2 separate regions of the Rattus norvegicus genome follow, and region 2 is linked to region 1. Evidence: chromatin contacts called from public Hi-C data. All regions are on one chromosome and are shown on one strand. The core of a region is the stretch at or near the end of the contact, and the rest is flanking DNA. Distances in the headings are between cores, read along the strand shown. Region 1 overlaps LOC134485759 (a long non-coding RNA gene). Region 2 has its middle 15 kb from the start of Rplp0l1.

Region 1 (5,014 bases), core at 1,646-4,145:
TTTCCATAGTGATAAGCCAGCTCACATCCCCATTAGCTTTTTTTTTTTTTTGTATGTTTCAGATAAGGCCTCACTACGTTGCTCAGGTTGGACTCTCTATGGAGATCTTCCTGTCTCAGCTTCCTGAGCGGTTTGGACTACAGTGTACATACCATCCATGTGGTGTGGGTTTGAGGAGGAGAAGTCCTCCATCAAAAAAGGTACCATTCCCTCAGGAGGCAAAAGCCAGACCTCAGTCTCCTTCTATACCAGACATTTAAAGGTTGGCTACTCACTTTCCCAAGCTCCCTTGGTGTTAGAAAGGCCAGGAGACCCAGTTTCTGGCCAATGAGAGGAGAGAAGGCTCTAAAGGCATGGGGGAAGCTTTTGAGAAAATATTGTTGAGCAGATAAATAGTCTCACGGAAACCTCATCCACTGCTGGCGGGATTGAAAAATGATGTCGCTTCTTTGTTTTGTTTATTTGTTTCTCCTTTTTCCGCTTTAGAATTACATGTATTTATTTAATTTTATTACGTTTTTACAATTTAACATACATAGCCTCTGCACACTGACAGCTTCCCTTCCACCCTGTCCACATTCTATCCTTGCCATGAATCTTTCTTGGACATTTTATGCCTATTTTATTTTGTGACCCATCAAAATTAACCTGGCATGTCTGTATGAGTGTGGGTTTGAAGCTCTCCGTAGGAGCTTGGTGGGGTCAGCAACTAAGAACAGTGATTCTCCCTCTGCTATAGTTTATTGACAGACAGTAGTTAGGAGGCGAAGGGTAGGCCCATGAGGACCTTCTGCTTTTCTAGATGGCTGTTGATGGGGCTGGCCTTGTGTTGGCTCAGAGCTGGTCACTACAGCTGATGCATACAGCACTTCAAACTATCGTACCTACTTCCTATCCCCTCACATACATTTGTTTGTTTGTTTGTTTGTTTGGTGTGTGTGTGTGTGTGTGTGTGTGTTTGTGTGTGTGTGTGTGTGTGTGTGTGTAGAGGTCAGAGAACACCTTGCAATCAGCTCTCTCTTTCCACCATTTGGAACCTGGGGATCAAACCCAAGCTGTTAGTGTTCCTGTCAAACACCTTTGCCTACTGAGCCGTCCTACCAGCCCATGGCATAGCTTCTTATACAAGTTTGTTAATTCATCAGAAAACCAAAACAGAGTCACCACACACCTGAGCAAGTCCTAGCTATACCCAAGTAACTGGAAAACGTGTTTCTATAAAAGCTCAGCCCCAAACACGGCAGCACTATTTTTAATAGCTAGTGAATGGAAATAGCCCCCAAATGCCCGTATACCAATGAGTTACAGCCATACAATGAAATATTATTCAGCTAGAAAAAGGACTGAATTACTAAGATTTCTGTTCACTGGATGAACGGTGAAGCCAGAGACGAAGGCCACATATTGTTTAATTCTACTTATCCATGATGCCCAGAACAGGTGACTCTAATGGGTAGATTTTATTTGAGAACAATGGAATTAGATAATGGTGATGGTTCACTGAAAACCAGCGGAATATGTGTTTTAAACAAATGGATTGTTGTGGTATGCAAATTAATTCTATTTAAAAAAGAGAGACTCAGTGGACATAGGTGTAAGGGCTCTTGCCTATTGTCCCTCACTATGATGACCTTCTCTTCCTTCCTGGAACACAGACAGGAGGTCAGGAAGCATAGCAGCCACGTTAGGATCAAGAGTACAAAAGCCGCTGGCCAAGAAGGGCCCAAAGCTGCTTCCTGTTTAAGATGTTGGGGGTCGTCTGAGTGGCTGCTGGACGCAATCCTAACTAATACACCTTCCAGCTCTGGAATCTTATGAAAAGCCAGTTACTGTGAGAAAGGAAAAGAATGGAGTTCTGAAATGCAGTATCTGAAAAGAGGATTCCTCATTTATATGGCTCTTTAGTGATGGCGCTGGAGCAAGAAGTGGCTTGTGTCTAAGTTTATTCTGCTGCATTATGGCACAGTGATGGAATATGAAATATATTCAGGCTATCTTTAAGAAAAATACAATAAGCATGAGTAAGTTTCACAATTACTAGTTTATTAAGCCATTCTCTGCAATCGAAAGTGAAAAGTCTAATTTTGGATTGTTTCCAAAAATGCTTTAAAGGAAAACTCATATTGGTAGATCTTCATTAGAGCTCTAGGTAAGGTAGAAGACATTTACACACCTCAGTTTGTTATGTAACAAATCGCCATGATCTGTGAGGGAAACCGTTATAAATGAAGAAAGCATGAGATATGCTGACATTTATAGTCTCCTCGGAGGCAGCCGCAGGTCTCACTGCCACACCAAACAAACTTCCTGAAATTGTAGCTATAAATGTTCCATCTAGTCTCATATGTTTTTACACACACACACACACACACACACACACACACACACACCAAATTTCCCCTGACACTAAATTTTAAAAATAAATATTCTTCAGTTACTGATTTTTTTTTTTGCACTGTCCTAATGCTCCAGTTCTGGGATTCTGAATTTTAATGTTGTTAGGTGAGTGTATAGTGGAAAGATTTACTTAAGTCAGCTCTAGAAAATGAAATATAGTTTGATTTTCACGCATGATCATTCTTGGATGGACTTCAGTCATGTGGAAGGAAGGGTGGTCTGATGTCTTCCACTCATTAGGCATTTTAAATTACCAAAGATTTTGTTCAAAGACTGAAAAATCAAATTAACCACATAATTGTCTGAGCAAATAAAGGACAATTATGTGATGGATTTCTTAAAAAATGGAGGTGCATTCAATAATAATATGAATTCAAGAATGCATACGGGCTAAGGCATTTATCCCTTCATAACAATTTTGGGAAGAGAAGGGGAGAGACTCACTGGGTTTCTGTCAGTTTCTGTTTCTATGGCAGTGAGGATGACTCACTATTAAAAGCTGGACTTGTTCCTTACAGGCCACGTCTTGAGCAATATGCTTCCAACTCTGCTCATTTGGTTTCAGACCCAACTGGGGTATCATTCTTAGTTGTGCAAAGAACGTGTGTGTGTGTGTGTGTGTGTGTGTGTGTGTGTGTGTGTGTGTCTGAGTGTGTGTCTGTGTGTGTGTCTGTATCTGTGTGTGTGTCTGTGTCTGTGTGTGTCTGTGTGTATGTATGTGTGTGTGTGTGTGTGTGTGTGTGTGTGCATGAAGTGTAGGGAATCAGAAAAGTTTAAAGGATCGTTCTTGTTGGACATAGTATTGTTTGATCTAACATATTCATCTTTCATCTTCCTGACTGGGAACAGGCCTGGCTTTCCTCTGTACCTTTTCTGTATAGCAGTCATTAGAGAGCACATGTTTGATAAACCTCGAAAACTATGTCCAGTAATTCTACAGGGAACAAAACTCTGATTTCAAAGACTTAAAATGTCTATTCTTTCTACTATTTTTCCCTATTGAGATACTGTGAGTGTTCATTAGATTACATTCTGACATTTGGCAGCCAGCTCTATGTAGCTATATGACAGGGAGCCCAGAAGGTCAGCTGAGGATATTAGCAAGGCAGAGGCTGGGTGTTTTCACTAAGCTCGGGTTGGCCTTATCAAGCTGATACTGGAAGAGAGAAACAATGTCACAGAAGGAACAGTGGACCCAAGGTAGTTCAGCATTTGTGGCAACATCTGAGAGCATGCGTCCTAAGTATAGGGAGGAGACATATGGGATTTCTCTAAAGCTTGAAATATTATACTTTTTAAGGAGGGAATAAAAGAAAATAAATATGTTTAGCTCTACCGGTGTCTTTGCTGATGAAAATAATCACAATAATTAGTCACTGAATCAAAAAACCACATTGTGGAGAGCCGCTCAGCCGGAACAGTTACTTTCCCCACCCCCACCCCCTGCCCTTTTAAATCCCACAGTCACATTCCACAGTCGTCCCCCACACAGAAACCTCTGCTACTTCAAGAGATCAGTTGTGACGCATGTTTCTATGCTGAGTTTATAAATATACGCAGATGTGATCACAGGAGAGTCTTGAGGTTCACAACCAAATGCTATGGCTACCTAAAATAGCCGTGTTTCTATTACATGCGCCTTAATGATGTGCCGTGTTTTGATGCCTTTATTCCTGTGTGTTTGTTTGTAACTAACTTCTCAGAGCTGCGATGATGCTGTGAAGAAGGCTCCTCCAGGCACTGGGTATGGGTGCCTCTTTCTCAAACCTAGAAAGCCAGGGACTTCCAGGCTGCAGTAGGCATCAGATCTGATGCCCCAGGGCAGAGTGCTGCTTCCCTGGTCCCCCTGGCAGCCTCCAGGTCTTACAGAGCCTAGATCCTGAGTCAAACCTGAGAGATCCTAATAAGAAGCAAAGACCAATTTCTCCACACTCCTTAGACTGAAAGGTCGATAAAGTAAAATTAACGACGTCAAGGATGATAATGGCTACTTTAATGGCAAGTCGAACTTTAATATTTTAAAGAAATTACCCTTACATTGAGATTATTAAGATGTAGGGCTACATTAAGGAATAGAACTGTTATGAGCATGTGAAAGGAATCAACTCCTCAGAAGGGGGAAAAAATCACCCTTGGCAAATACCATCTGCTTCCATATTTTTTTCTTATTGGTTATTGGGCATTATCATGAGTGTCAGCTTTTATGAGAAGATGATGATCTAGATATATAGGCTACAATGACTTTGAACTTCTGACCTCCCTATGTGGAATTATAGTGCTGGGATTACAAGTGTGCACCTCCATGGCCAGTTTGCAGTGCTGGGGATTGAACCCATGGCCTCATGCATGCTAGGCAAGCATTCTATTGTCTGAGCTCCATCCCCAGTCCTGGAATATATTGTGGCTGTTGCGTTCATCATAAAGAACATTATTTCCCTTTTCCTTCCTTGTTAAAACTTTAAGAATTTGTCAGCTCTTCTTCCACTCAGCCATTAGGAAACATCTAGAACCGGTGGTGATCTGACTTGGAAAGTGATTTCCTAATGTGCTAACTTCAAAGGACCTTTGAAATCTCAGCACATAGGGCCCAGCCCAGGGTTAATCCACCAAAGTGGCA
Region 2 (5,014 bases), core at 1,800-4,299, 150 kb before region 1:
TCTCACGCAGAGCTGAGCACTCCGCGGTCAGCTGTCCTCAGCACTTCCATTAGTTATGCAGCTCTGCAGTAACCACTGTCCACAGCCAAAAGAGGCTTCTCTGAACAATGCTGACTGCGACACTGAATATTGGGCCAGCGGGATGGCTTAGCAGGTAAAGGAGCTTGCTGCCAAGCTTGATGACTTGAGTTCAATCCCCAGGGTCCACATGGTATGAAGAGAACTTAGTCACACAAGTTGTTCTCTGACTTTAATACACACATACACCTTCTTCCACCACAAATAGTAAAATGTAACAAGAAGCCATAAATTCTTTAGAAATCAACAGAATAACACGTGCATTTAGCAAAACAAAGGTGGCTCCCCTCCTAGTGCCTTGTGGCCTCTTCAGCTATGGGCTTTTGACTAGGTCTAAATTCCTTTCACTGGAACAAATCCAAACCTGTAAGTTGTCAGTTACTGGACATTGGCCATGCCACCATTACACCAGGGGCCACTTTAGTTTTTCACTGTAGTTGTTTAACACAAAGGAGACACAGCTGGGTAAGACTGTTGGCAACTACATTCTATTTATCTATTAATCTATTGATACACATCTAGTTCAGTTCTATTTCTCGGCTTTTATGAATAGTACATCAGTAAATGTGGATGGGAAGTTATCTTTGTGGTGTGTTGTTGACTTAGAATCCTTCTAGTATGTACTCAAGATTAGTTAATTGGGTCAAGTGTAGTTCTAGTTTCAGTTTTCTTCTGACAATAAAAATATTTTTATATTGATGGGTAGTAGCTGTCTGAATGCATACACCATATGCACATGCCTGGTGTCTATGAAGGTCAGAAGAGGATGCGGGATCCCCTAAAATTGGAGTTAGATGGTTACGAGCCACCATGTGGCTTCTTCTGCAAGAGCAGCGAGCGTCTTAACTGGTGAAGCATCTCTCCATCCTCACTTCCACAGTGGCAGGCTTACCAGCAGTGTACACGGAACATGCACGTGTACACTGCTGATTTCTCCACACCTGTGCCAGGATTGTCCTTTGTCTTTATGGTGAGAGCCATTCTGGCTTGCATTTCCCCCAGTAAGGATGCCGAACTTACTCAAATGCTCACTGCCTATCTGTATGCCTTCTCTGAGAATTGTCTGCCCGGTCCATTAGCTTATTTTCTGCTGGACGACTTGTTTCCCTGGTGTCTAACTTGTCCAGTTCTGTATATATATAAAGATGTGTAGCAGGTGAAGACTTCCTGTCCGTTCTCTAGGCACTGGCACTTGTTTTCTTTGCGGAACAGGAGCATCTTAATTTCCTGTAGTTCCAGTTGTCAGTTGTTGGCCCGATTTGCTGTGCAGTGCAGCACTGTTCAGAGAGTTTCCTCCATGCCTGTGTCTTGGAAGTGTTTTCCCCCAGCACTTTCAAAGTTTCAGGCCTGGCTCTAAGATTCACTTTGAGTTGATTTTTCGCAGGGTTAGAGATAGGGGTCTTAATCTTTCCTTTCCTTGTGGAAACCATTTTCTCAGCACCAGTGTTTAGAGGGTCTCTTTCCGTCGTAGGGTGACCTCTCTTTGATCCCCTTGATTGACAGACCCATTTTTGAGCAAGTACCACACTGTTTTTGTTACCATGACGTTGTAATAGGATTTGAGATGGGCTATTTCTGATACTGCCAGCATTTTCCTCTTTCTGACAAGGATTGCTTGAGATATCAGGGTCTTTTGTCCTTGTAGCTAAACTGCTGACCTACCAAAAGAGTAAGAACAAAACTCTGAAAACGAAATCTCTTTCTCTCTTCTCTCTCTCGCTTGCTCGCTTGCTCATTTTGTTTGCTTGGTTACTTGCTTCCTTACCAAAAAACCAAAACAACAAAGAAAGCAAAACTAAACCTTTCTCAGTTCGGGAGCCCGTCCCCTTTTCTTTATATTGGATATTCCCTATTTTCTGGGTCCCTTTAGCTTAGAATTTCTTCAGAATAAAATAACTTGGAGCTCATTTTAAGCAATCATCTTCGTATGTCCATCCAGCTACTTGTTAACAATTAGTCCAGGGTGTGTGTTCATGCCCGGGCCGGGCAGCTGATTCAAAAAGCTCTGCCGAACCCCGGCTCTCCTGAGAAGGGGCCGCCGCACAGCAAAACTCTACACAAGTTAGTGGAACCTGACTAACTTGCAGTAGGGGACGAAGAGGTTGGAGTCTGAGATGCAAGGTGAACTGCAGTTTTCTCCTTACGTGTGCTCTTCGGATCCAGATATTAGAATGTAAAGGCAGTTACAAGATCACTGTAATTCTAAGTCGTGGAGAAATCCTGTCTTTTTAAGAGGCCTCATCATTCAACCCTTGAATATCCCATCAGCAATAGCAAAAGAGCAGGCGAAAAAACCGTTGAGGTTCTTTCAAAAGGTGCTTTTTTGTTCCAAGGCATCTCTTTTTTTCCTATGTGGAGGCTAATTTTAAGAGTCTGCTACACAACGGTTTGAACGAGAACTGGCCTCCAGGTGGCGCTTCAGCACAGAGAAAGGAGGCAGAGGGCGCTACCCAGGCCACCATTGCTCAGGGATGCCCTTACATAAGGGGATTCACGGGAAATCCGGCTTCTTTGGTTGCACAATGGAGGAGAGGCCTGGCCTTTGTCATGGCTCAGACTCTAACTCAAAATCTTTCCGGGGCGGTGCAGGGCTCGAAAGTTCTAGGCCTCTGCCAGGATGAAGTCCAGGGCAGCTTGGCCTGAGGGAGAGGCCAGAGCTCCAGGCTTTGTCCTCGGAGGCTGGACTCCATGCTCTGGGCTCCCAGCCCAGGATGAGATCGCATCTTGGCCCTCAGAGGTCTCAAGACAATACGTTCTGATCCAAGGCTGTAGAGCCCTCTTCTTTGCTTCTCCCTCTCCTTCATCCCCTCCTCCTCTCTCCACACCCCATTCTCACCTTATGCTTTTTACAAATCAATTTCCCAGTGTGATCTCATTTGCAGCTCCTACTCCCAGGGTGGAGGGGCAGGTTGGGGCCATCCCTGTACTCTAAGCCTTGAGAAGGTCCCTTCCGGTGCCTGTCACCACTAGCAAATACTGAGCAGCTTGGGCAAACATTGAATTCAACTTGGTGGTTTGAGAGCTTGGCACTGAGGAGTGCTCGAAACTATTTCCAGCATGAAGAAATATTTACAGATGAGAAGCTGGTTGGAGGAACAGTGGGTTCGCAGACTGTTATTCTAGAGGTCAGGGCCTCAGATACTAGAACCACCCACAAGGCTGCACGAGGCACTAGTTACAGCAGTTGCAGTTAACTTCTGCAGGCAGACGAACAGCGTGCAGAAACCTGTTTTGGTGCCTGGCAGACACCATAAACCATCTCCAGGTTAGGCCCTGAAGTACCTGTCTATAAGGGGACATGTGACAATATGGACAAAACCGAATGAGTGGTGGTTGAGGTCTCGTTTTAAGCACGGGGTAGAGAGGGTCAATGACTCTACTTATCAAAAGCCTTCTGTCACACTGAGAATGCCCTGGAGTGGGAGTGTCCTTGTAGCTATTACCTATCCTGGTCTCATTGGATCACAGGCCCGCTCTTTCTTTGGGTTTTGTTTGAATGTGCACGTTTCAGGCTTTTTGGGACTTAGGCAGACTAACTGGGTTCCAGCCCCAGCTCTGTCTTTCACTTGCTGGCTGGTGTTGCAGGGGTCATTTTGCCTCTTTATGCCTGCTTCTCATCTGTTTGAGTGGTGATATGATAATAAGTATATTAACTAAAATTTCAGGAGCTAACACACAGAAAAATGTATGTGTGCATGTGTGTGTTCATGTTTGCGTGCACTCACACATGCTTTACCACTGAGTCCCCTGCCCCATGCCTCAGCTGTCTTTCCGTAGTTATCTGGTACTTGAGAACTGGTTCGACTCACCCAGGGGTGGGGTGGGGGCCTCATCAAAATTGTGTAAGATTTCCTCAGATCAGCTGCCAGACTCCCGCCTTTCTCCCATTCAGTTACAACGTTCTCGTGGTCTAAGTGGGAAAGGAAGCCACTAGAAACAGACTGGTTTTGTGTTGTTTTTCTGACAGAGGCACTGACATCTTCATCTTCAGCCTCTCCAGGGGTCCAGCTGGAGTTCAAAGGCTCTCTTCTCAGTACTCAGGCTCACTTGTTCAGTGCAAACTCACTGCAGACAGGAAGGAAGGGACCTTTCAGATGATCCCACTAATTAGTGCAGAATAGTTTATCTGGACAAGATCCTGTGGGATGCAAAGCTATCCCCTAAGTCTTCTGACCAAGCATGGAAATCACCAAGGAAATGTGATCAGCTTGAAAGAAAGGGGGTGGGTAGAGAGAAGAAACCATGGCTGCTTGCTATCAGCCAGAAGCATCGTTTCCGATGGCTTAGGGTTCCGTTGCTCAGGCCAGGTGGAAAACCTTGCCACTGCTCTGGGTCTCCAGTTGCCTGCCCAGGAGTCATGTTCTGTGGGGGAGTTCATTGTCTGCTTCATAGCCTCCTAGGTACTGTTCTTTATGGCTCAAGACCAGCCGGCTCGCTGGGCCTTCGTGTAGAGTGTAGGCCTGAATAGGAGAAAAGCACGGCTGGGGAGAGCAGTCTTCAGAATGCGCACCTCCCCCCACCCCCACCCCGTCCTGGCTTTTATAGCTCAAGTTGGTGGGGAACTTACTGTATAGCTGAAGATGACCTTGAACTGATCTTCCCGCCTTCACCTCCCAGTACAGAGATCCCAGCTGTGTACTCACCACTCTTGTTTTATGTGGTGCTGAGGACTGAACCCAGGATGTTGTGCGTGCTAGGCAAGCACTCTTACCAACTAAGCCACATTTTCAGACCTTCGGGGGTAGGCTCTTCTTCTTCTTCTTCTTCTTCTTCTTCTTCTTCTTCTTCTTCTTCTTCTTCTTCTTCTTCTTCTTCTTCTTCTTCTTCTTCTTCCTCTTCTTCTTCTTCTTCTTCTTCTTCTTCTTCTTCTTCTTCTTCTTCTTCTTCTTCTTCTTCTTCTTCTTCTTCTTCTTCTTCTTCTTCTTCTTCTTCCCCT

Evidence for each region. A called contact is a pair of places that touch in the nucleus more often than the background predicts.
Region 2: a Hi-C map of Schwann cells shows a contact between it and region 1, with 2.8 times the contacts expected there. The contact joins two enhancer-like sites. A contact is called at or near these places in 4 of 12 Hi-C or Micro-C datasets (the A7r5 cell line, Schwann cells, liver and 1 more).

What each region holds. Positions count from the first base shown.
Region 1 is chr2:194,476,797-194,481,810 of GRCr8, reverse strand. It overlaps LOC134485759 (a long non-coding RNA gene), which reads left to right. Exons shown (of 4, transcript XR_010064008.1): 2 at 63-200. Among named protein-coding and RNA genes, the nearest start is that of Magi3, 74 kb to the right of the region's middle. Within about 2 kb of position 2,895, at least 7 of the 93 cell types and tissues checked have an H3K27ac peak or open chromatin away from gene starts, as enhancers often do. A contact at or near this core is called in the A7r5 cell line and Schwann cells, where this site is marked.
Region 2 is chr2:194,622,401-194,627,414 of GRCr8, reverse strand. No RefSeq gene overlaps it. Among named protein-coding and RNA genes, the nearest start is that of Rplp0l1, 15 kb to the right of the region's middle. Within about 2 kb of position 3,049, at least 47 of the 93 cell types and tissues checked have an H3K27ac peak or open chromatin away from gene starts, as enhancers often do. A contact at or near this core is called in the A7r5 cell line and Schwann cells, where this site is marked.